Regions from separate parts of the Xenopus laevis genome. Here region 1 is linked to region 2. A link is a contact called in public Hi-C data. All regions are on one chromosome and are shown on one strand. The core of a region is the stretch at or near the end of the contact, and the rest is flanking DNA. Distances in the headings are between cores, read along the strand shown. Region 1 has its middle 10 kb from the start of tvp23b.L. Region 2 holds the start of pmp22.L (peripheral myelin protein 22 L homeolog).

What was found. A called contact is a pair of places that touch in the nucleus more often than the background predicts.
Region 1: a Hi-C map of animal cap shows a contact between it and region 2, with 11 times the contacts expected there. The contact joins the enhancer-like site here to the promoter of pmp22.L in region 2. A contact is called at or near these places in 3 of 4 Hi-C or Micro-C datasets (the XL177 cell line, the XTC cell line and animal cap).

Annotation. Positions count from the first base shown.
Region 1 is chr9_10L:52,070,436-52,075,014 of Xenopus_laevis_v10.1, reverse strand. No RefSeq gene overlaps it. Among protein-coding and RNA genes, the nearest start is that of tvp23b.L, 10 kb to the left of the region's middle. Within about 2 kb of position 2,699, at least 1 of the 7 cell types and tissues checked has an H3K27ac peak or open chromatin away from gene starts, as enhancers often do.
Region 2 is chr9_10L:51,993,066-51,997,710 of Xenopus_laevis_v10.1, reverse strand. pmp22.L (peripheral myelin protein 22 L homeolog) reads left to right here and starts at 2,753. Exons shown (of 5, transcript NM_001086816.1): 1 at 2,753-2,838.

The sequences.
Region 1 (4,579 bases), core at 1,450-3,949, 77 kb before region 2:
ACCCATGTCTCTAGGGAAGTCCAATCACTGCTGTTACCTTTCTATAATGAGCCTCTAAGTAGTGAGGAATAAGGGGCTCAGTTTATAGGCTTGGATGAAATGGTGGGGCTCCGGAGCCAGGAGAATCTTAGAGTGTCTAATGGGATGGGCAATGAGTTACAGATCAGAGTCCTGAAGTGAGGAGGAGAGAAGGGGTCATATGCAGAGCAAAGCTAATGTCTGGGGGAATACATGGTAATTATAGTGGTGATGTGTAGTGGTGCCACACTGGTGAGTGCTGTGTGATTTTGAAGTGAACTCTGGGTATAACAGGTGCCAGTGTAGGGAGGGGCAGAGAGGAGCAGCACTTGTGTAATGGGAGGAAAGAAGTGTTCATGATGGATAGGAGTAAGATCAGTTTTGATGTGGGGAAGTGGAGAGCAGTGAGTTATAGTGGTCTATATTCGAAATGATTAAGGCATTGATGTGAATTGTGGCCTTTTCTTTTGTGAGAAAGGTTTGTATATGGGAAATGTTTCTAAAGTGAAAACAATATGATTTAGTGACAGTGGCGGAACTACCAGGGGAGCAGGGGGTACAATTGGGCCAGGGCTCGCACCCCCTCAGGGCCCCCCTGGCAGCTCGCGCACTGCCGATTTCCGGCCGCATGGGCCGATTTCGGGGAAAATAATCTGTAACGGAGGGGGGAGGGGGCCCAGCGGCATGTGCCGCACCAGGGCCCGCCCCCTCCAGTTACGTTACTGTTTAATGAGCATTTAATGTGGGGAATGAATGAGAGGTCACGAGTCAAAAGGGTCTCCCAATCAGCAAATATGGTAAATTGGGCTTATGCAGATGAGGAATAGTTGTGTCGGCTCTGGTGCAAACAAATTTGGCTGATTTTGCCAAAGAAATGTGATACTTTGCATTTTTGCACCTCAATCAGCTGTTGGTGTTTACGCCAGAGTGACCCAAAAGCTTCAAATGCCTGTGTAGGGGGTTAAATTGGCTTGTGTATTTCAGCAGGCTGATTTCAGTCCCCATTTGGCACTAACCTAAGGGTAGGACTACATGGGCGCTTTCTGTGCGATTCGACGCGCTGCGCAAAAACGCAGGCGTCAAATCACATGCAACGGAAATAAGGTAAGTAAATGCAGCTGCGTCTGCATCCGGCAGTCATGCCGCGTTGGATCAACAATGTGACACCATCCGACAATGCATTCACTTACCTTATGTCCGTCGCATGTGACTTGAAACCTGCATTTTTGTGCAGCGCGGTGGATCGCACAGTTGTTGGACTGAGGCCAGATATCAGCCACGTCTTATGCCCTTTTTGTCCTGCCTAAAATCCATCTGTACTACAGAATGTAAAGGGTCCAATAGAAAGTCTTCCCAATGCTGCTACAACTCCCAGATGCAAATAAACAATGCAGAGTTTATCCGATCATGGAAAAAGCCTTGATATTTTTTCCTTGTTTTTTCTTACTGATCCTCTATCCTATCTGGCAGCATGTCACTAGCATGGCAACAGTCATTCATTAGTATTAATTAAAGGGAAAAGTTATGTGCTAGTAATTGATTCATAACCGCAGTTCTGTGCAGCAGGTTGGCAATCTGCATCTCTAACACCAGGGGGAGCTCCCCAACCTCTTTTCCTTTACCAACTTGTCCATAGCCCAATATAATATATCTCCCCACTCCCTAATGTGAATGAGTGAGGTCTGGAACAAATTAACAGCTTGTGCAATCCAAGGAATGGTTTCATCTAATGGAAACAAAATGAGAAGAAAGGCCAACGAGGTCCCATTATATTGGCCAAGCTGAGAAAGTGATGTGAGCATTTGCAGCTCATCGCCCCAGAGAGGGCACGTCGTTAGGACACAGGACAGGGCACACTTTCCAATGATGCAATTCTAAATTTGCCACATTAGCTCAGCGCTCTGTTTACTGCCGCCCTTTGAATTAAACAGCTGGCGGGTTTTAGCACTGTCAGACGGAAACCGCGAACCTCTGGACCCTGTCCAAAATCTGCCTTTATTTTTGTATTTCATTTTAAATGGAAACGTAACTGTTAATTCAGGGTAGCACCTCCCTCTTGGTATCTAAACTGCTGACTTGCACTTGATATCTCTAGCACCACATGCTCCTCCTCATAAGAGCAACTCAGTATAATGCCTTTACTGTCCCTTAATATTTTTTCACCTTTCAGTCTGCAGCATTTGTGTGTTCTTGCAACTCCATAAGAGTTACATGGATATTCAAGGGGTAAAAAAACAAACCTTCCATCAGGTTTAACCCTTACATGGCCCCTGTTTTGCTTTCAACTGATATTGCAAAATACCTGCTAGACCAACTCCAGTTTGTCTTCATATGAGGAATTAGAGGGGCACACTTACCGGAATGGCAGAACAACTGCAGTGGGGGTATTTAAGTTATTGCCCAATGGGGAGCAAAAAGTCACCCACAGGGCAAGGTATATGTGCCCTGTTGATCTTGCAGGATTTTTAGGGTTCTCTCTGTCACAAATATTTTCGGTGGAAGCTCTGGGCTATTCCCCTGCCTCTCTATATAGAATATCAGAAAATAACTGTATATATGGCACTCTAGAGGCCTGGGATCCAGTGATGTGTCGGGAGAGTGAAACGTGAGCATTTGCAGCTGAGCAGCTTATTGCAGTCCCACACATTAGTGGGAGCAGGAGGTGCCTCTGTTATTCCACTTAAGGAAACAGACAGAGCTTCTATGGCTCATCCTCCCTGTCCCAGTCCCCAGTCCTCCCACACTTCCCATTCACTGAACATCTTGTTTGGGTAAAGGTCTGACGTATTCAAGCAGGTTTATAACATGGGGAGAAAACATCTGGTTCCCCCTTGCACACTGTTTCCCCCCTTGGAGCATTCCCAACTCTCACTGACACACAGCTGCTAGAAAGCCTTATTTCTTCTCTATCTATTTCCTTCTCTAGCACTGCCGGCACCAAAGGCTACACAGCCTGGGAAGACTGCTTTATGGCTGAGATTCTAGCTATATGTATAACAGAGCATTCTGTCACATATCCTATCTGAACCCCAGTCTAAGCAGCAGTCCTGCCCTGCTTTATGGCTGAGATTCTAGCTTTCTTTATAACAGAGCATTCTGTCACAGTGGGTCCTATCTGATACACATTGTAAGCATCTAGAACTGTTAATATGGAGACAATTTTATTCTCTGTTTAACCTGCTGTTACTGTCCTTCCCTGCATACTTGGAGTGTTGAATTGGGCCAGCGGGACATAGGAAAAAACCCAGTGGGCCCTGGACATTTTGGGCTCCACCAACCCAGACCCACTACCTGCCTGAGGCCTGCCCACTGTTCCTCCCAGGCCCGATCACACCGGCAAGGAGAGAAGGTACACCACACAGTGAGTTGCGGTTGGGGAAAAGGGCCCCCCATAAGGAAGCCCAGTGGGCCTCGGCCCCCCAGTCTGACGCTGCATAGGGACTCCTGGGAATTCTCAGCTGTCAAAACACCCTTAGCAACCCCACAAACCGCTCACTTTTCACAGCTGAACAAAGATCCTTAGCCTTAAGCTCTTGAATAGCTTTCAGTATATCTATGGAAACCTCACCTCCTTTGCCCTAGATACAAATGGGGCTCATTTATAAACACTGGGCAAATTTGTTCCTGGCAGTAACCCATGGCAACCAATCAGATGACTGAAAAAAAGCTAATCACTGATTGGTTGCCATGGGTTACTGCCCATGAACAATTTTGCCCAGTGTTTATAAATGTCCCCACTGACCGGCTACCAGTTACACAGGCCCATTCAAACTTCATAAAGAAAACATACTAAAGGGGGATCAGGGGGTGGTTCTGCCTTAACTGGACCACAACTCAAAATATTCACCCTGACAGCCACGAATCAATGGGAAGCTCTTTGCCCCTTCATACCAAAACACAATCTAAAAAATTTACCCAGAATTGGTGGTGGTACTACCAGGGAGGTGCAACTGCAGCAGAACCTGGCCTCCCAACTGGGCACACTATCGAATGGTGCAGGGGAGGGGGAGACCAGTGCAAATATCGCACCCAAACCCTTCGGACTTACGTTATTGCACACTTGACAAAACAGTCATGGTTTTATCAAAAGCCATTGCTTGATCCAGAGACAACAAGTACTTCCCCCCAACAATGGGCCACAAATAGAACTAGGGGTAGTGAGCCAAGAAGCATGTGCCTGAGGGCAAGTGTGAGGTGCAATTGGAAGTCCGAGTGGAGACCGACAGTTGGAAACAAGAGGTGGAAATGCAGACTGAGTAGTGGGGCAACGTTTTTCATGTGGGCCGAGTAGCAGAGTAGGGGGTTACAGCCTGTAAGACGAGCAGTGTAAGGTGGGAAGTGGCATAACTAACATACAGCATACCTTGGTCATGGGGCGACCTGGGGAACAGAGGGGTCTGGACTGCAGGTTCTGTTGTATAGTAGTCCCCCTGCACAGGCCCTCCTACCACTTAAACTTTGCTATCTGCCTCTAAGGGCAGGCAGCAAGCAGGCTGGATGGGCTTAGTGAAAATGGACAGTGCATGTTGTCCTCCCCAAAGATTTTTTATTGTAGGCTCTT
Region 2 (4,645 bases), core at 1,504-4,003:
ATCAATTGTTCTGTTAAAGAAAGAGGCTGCTATCAGTGAGGACTGACTCCTACAGGCTGCCTGCCTTTGGAAATAACCAGGTGCCTCCCGGTGTCATGGATACCTCCACATGTAACCCCTGAATAGTGTAAAGAACTGGTTCATTCAAAACCCAGGCCTTTTTGGTGCCCTACTGCCCTATTCTTCTTGGGTCCAGCAGAATGCACCAGAATTATTTTTGCTTCCAGTATTTTAGTGGAGGGAGGGCACCTTCATCGTAACCTGGGCCCTTAATAAATACAGGCGTGCCTTAGGCATTGTTATCATGCTGACCATGTTTCTAATGCACAGGGCCAAATGTTCCAGACTAGGAAGGAGATCCAGTTACATCCTCCGTCCATTTCAATGGTCTAAAAGCCTGTTGGAATCAATAAGGCTGGAGTGAATGGGGAAAGGAGACAGATGTAAATTAAATTAAATTTCCTTGTTACTGCTTGATCTGCCCAAGGGACGGGCAGATCAAGCAGTTTGGTTGAAACGAAGCTAAAAAAAAGGGCTAAACTAAACGTAAAATACAGAGAGGTGGGTGGCCCATTAAGGTCCCACAATTCCCAAAACCAATTGCGCCCTCTGCACTGCCCACCACCCTGCAGCCTACAATCCCACTACTTGGTAGTTGTTGTTTATAGTAATATACTTTGCTGGGGGGTTGGGACAGTGGCAGATTAATGAGATATGGGGTCCCTAGACTACATCCACAGGCTCCCCTTCTAGGCTACTACTGGCTACAGATCCAGGCACCCAAGCTCTATACCTCGGGTATGGTTGCCACCTTTTCTGGGAAAAAATACCAGCCTTCCTTTATATTTATCTTTTTTCCCTATTAATAACATTGGGGTCAACCATCATTTTTACCGGCCAGGTCAGTAAAATACTGGGCAGGTGGCAACCCTAACCTCGGGTAGGGTTTGGTCCGGGCCAGTGGATCTGCATTAGGGTTACCACCTTTTCTGGTCTTCTATATATTTATCTTTTTTCCCTATTAATAACATTGGGATCAGCCATCAATTTTACCGGCCAGGCTGGTAAAATACCGGCCAGGTGTCAACCCTAATCTGCATGAATCTGGGCATGTACACGCCTGTGTCTTGCTCAAATAATAATGAATAATAAATTAAAAGAAAACAGAAATAATAATTAAAAAAAAATTATTTGGGCCCCTGATCACACTGGGCCCCTAAGCTATCCTAGGGGAGCCTGTGCATGAATCCGTCCCTGCCCAGAGGTGCAACATTCCACCCCCAAATACCAGGGTAGTGGTTATAGATATTTAGTGGAGACTGGACCCAAACCTGTACAGGTGACATTTTCTGTGTCATGATTAACCCCAGCACCAATAAATTGCACATCCAAGAACAAATATAAAGCTATGGGTCCCAAAACATTCCTTTTTAAAGGGACTAGTGTATGTGTGTAGTGTACGCAGTGCTGTACAGCAGAACTATACATTAATATCACAAACCTGAGTCAACATTAAATAGAGATACAGGTATGGGATCCATTATCCAGAAACCTGTTCTCCTGAAAGTTATCCCATAGGCTCCACTTTATCCAAATAATCCAAGTTTTTAAAAATCTTTTGCCTTTTCTCTGTAATAATAAAACAGTAGCTTGTACTCGATCCAAACTAAGATATAATTAAACCTTATTGGGAACAAAACCAGAATATTGGATTTATTTCAAGTTTATATGATTTTCTAGTAGATGTAAAGCTGGCCATAGCTGCAAAGATCCTATCGTACGAATCGAGGATTTGTATGATTTTCGGACCGTGTGTGGAGAGTCCCGACATTTTTCCTCAATTCATTTTTTCGACCAAACGACCGATCTCCGCCGGAGCCTAATGTGCTCTCATCATAATCTGATCGTTTGGCCCCCGATATAGCCATGCCCGTTAGTGGCATATCGAGGAAAGATCGGCTCGTTTGGCGATGTTGCCAAACGAGCATATCTTTGCGTCTATGGCCAGCTTAAGGTACGAAGATCCATATTACAGAAAGATCCATTATTCTGGAAAGTCCCAGGTGCTGAGCATTCTGGATAATAGGTCCCACCCGTACATACAACCCAAGATTAAGTGCTAAGTTTTATAAAAAAAACACGTGGAACGAGCTTCATGATCCGATCATCTTACAATCTAATGGATTTGGGGGTATTATTTAGTTGCTTTCAGAATCCCAGATCAGAACCCTTGCCCAAACAGTTCTCTCCCTCACGTACAGACTAAGAGGTTCAGCTAGAGTTAGACAATCAGGCAAAGAGTCTTTTTTCAGCTTTAGCTACTTTGCAGCTGCCACAGAAGTTCTATTTGGGTGCCCAAGTGAACGGTCCCAGCCTTTCTCTTTATTTACTAACACAAGATTCCTTCTGTCAGCTCCTGGGTGAGCAGAAATGGGTGTGAGGAAGAGGAGGGAACAGGCAGGGGGGCAGGGAAGGGGTGCTACCAATAAGCAGAGGATCAGGGACCCAAATTACATTCCAGGGATGATAACACACAATGTAGAATGAGTTTTCCCCTCTCCCTCCCCATCTCATGATCCCCCTCCCAGATCTCTGCTATTATTTTTAGCAGGGAGGTTAATGCAGTGAGTGTGTGTGAGTGTGTGACACACCCAGTCCAGCCAGCGTCACGGGGCGTCGTTCCTGTTAAAGGGAATCTTATACCCTCACACTAGTAGCCTCTAACCTCAAATAACTCAGTCTGGGCACAGAAAAGGGGCCACTTATTCCTCTCAGCTCGGATCTGCCTGCTGCCTGCACTGGCCTGGGACCCTCTTTGCCTGACAGCTTCTGCACTAAGTAAGTCGCAATTCTCTGATTGTTATTGCAATTCCCCAACTTTTATTTTCATATTGTGGTTTAATATAGGGGATAAGTCTTGTGAATTCACTAGAATCGCATCAGACCCGTGTCCGTTAATAGGGCTTGGGAGTGGCTGCGAGCAATTGTCGGGTCGGGCGATGCAGAAGACGGGGGATCTGGTTGAAGCTCACTTTGAAGGGGACAACTTTAAGTATGGCTGTGGGGTCCACTGCTTTTTTAAAGCTGTTGGGGGGCAATATTAATATGGCACACCTTCCTTGGAATCTCCCATTTAGGGTTAGTTCACACGAGGAGATTTTGTTGCCTGGCGACTAATCGCCTCGACTTCTGGGCAAGAATCTCCCCGAACTGCCTCCTCGTATTTTCCCATCCGCTAATATGAAAAGTCACCAACGTTAATGCACACGCGGCACAGCGTTTTCCGAAGTCGCCTGAAGTTTCCTCGTGATTCTGGAGAGGACCCTAAGGGCTGGGACACACTGGGTGATTTGGGGAGATTTAGTCGCCTGGCGACTAATCGCCGCGACTTTCCACGACCAATCTTCCCCGAATGCTTCCCCTCTCTCTGCGCCTGGCTAAAATGAAAAATCGCCTGCGCTAATCACACGCGGCGATTCGTTTTCCGAAGTCGCCCGAAGTTTCCTCGTGAGGCAACTTCGGGCGACTTCGGAAAACGAATCGCTGCGTGTGATTAGCGCAGGCGATTTTTCATTTTAGCCAGGCGCAGAGAGAGGGGAAGCATTCGGGGAGAAAAGTCGCTGCGATTAGTCGCCAGGCGACTAAATCTCCCCAAATCGCCCAGTGTGTCCCTACCCTAAGGGTTAGTTCACATGAGGAGATTCCGGGGGATTTTGTCGCCTGGCGACTAATTGCCTCTTCTTCTGAGCGACAATCTCCCCTAACTGCCTCAGCGTGTTTTCCCATAGGCTATAATGAAAAGTCGCCTGCGCTAAAGCACACACGGCGATGCGCTTTCCATAGTTGCCCGAGTGAATCTCCTTGTGTGAACTAACCCTATCGTTACACAAGAGAGGTTCAGTTGTACTACACCGTGTCCCTAGGGCTGCTGTGCAATTTGCTGTGAAACAAAGTTACTTTGTAGCGGGAGAGAAGTGGCAGGCAGCAGAGAGAAGTTGCTTCATTGTATCAAGCGGTTTCTGAGTCGGTGCAACTCAGGAAAGACAAACTGATTATCTCGTACGATTAGAAGAGAAATGGTGCAATAGAACAGTAATTAAACAGTCGGCTGTGTGTTGTGCCCGGAGGAGGGAGATGCTACTATGGGAGGTATTACTGGATAGGAATTACTGGGCTGGTACATCTCGGGCACGGGGTGGGGGGGGAGCTGCTGCTTTTGGCACGGGCACTGCTGGCATTGTGCACACACAGGAGATTAGGCAGCCTGGTCAGGGGGTCGGGTGTTGGGGGCAGTATCTTGGCTCTAAGCAGGGCTGCCATTCAGCTGGAGGTTGCAAAGTCCTGTCTCCTAGGGGGCAGCTATTTACAACCCCACTTGCAGCTGTTATGGAACTACAACTTATAGTATTCCCAAAAATGAATGCTGGGAGTTGTAGTTCAGAAACAGCTGACAGCATTGTATTGCAGGTTATGGAGGGCAGTAAATTAGGCAAATTTCTCATAATATACATGATCCCAGACTTACAGCAGCCTCTCACAGCACCTTGCCTTACTATACACATTAGGCCACTGTCACAGCCCCTGACACCATTTTGCATATACACAAGTGCAGCCTCGTATGTATCTTTCCTTAATACAAACATAA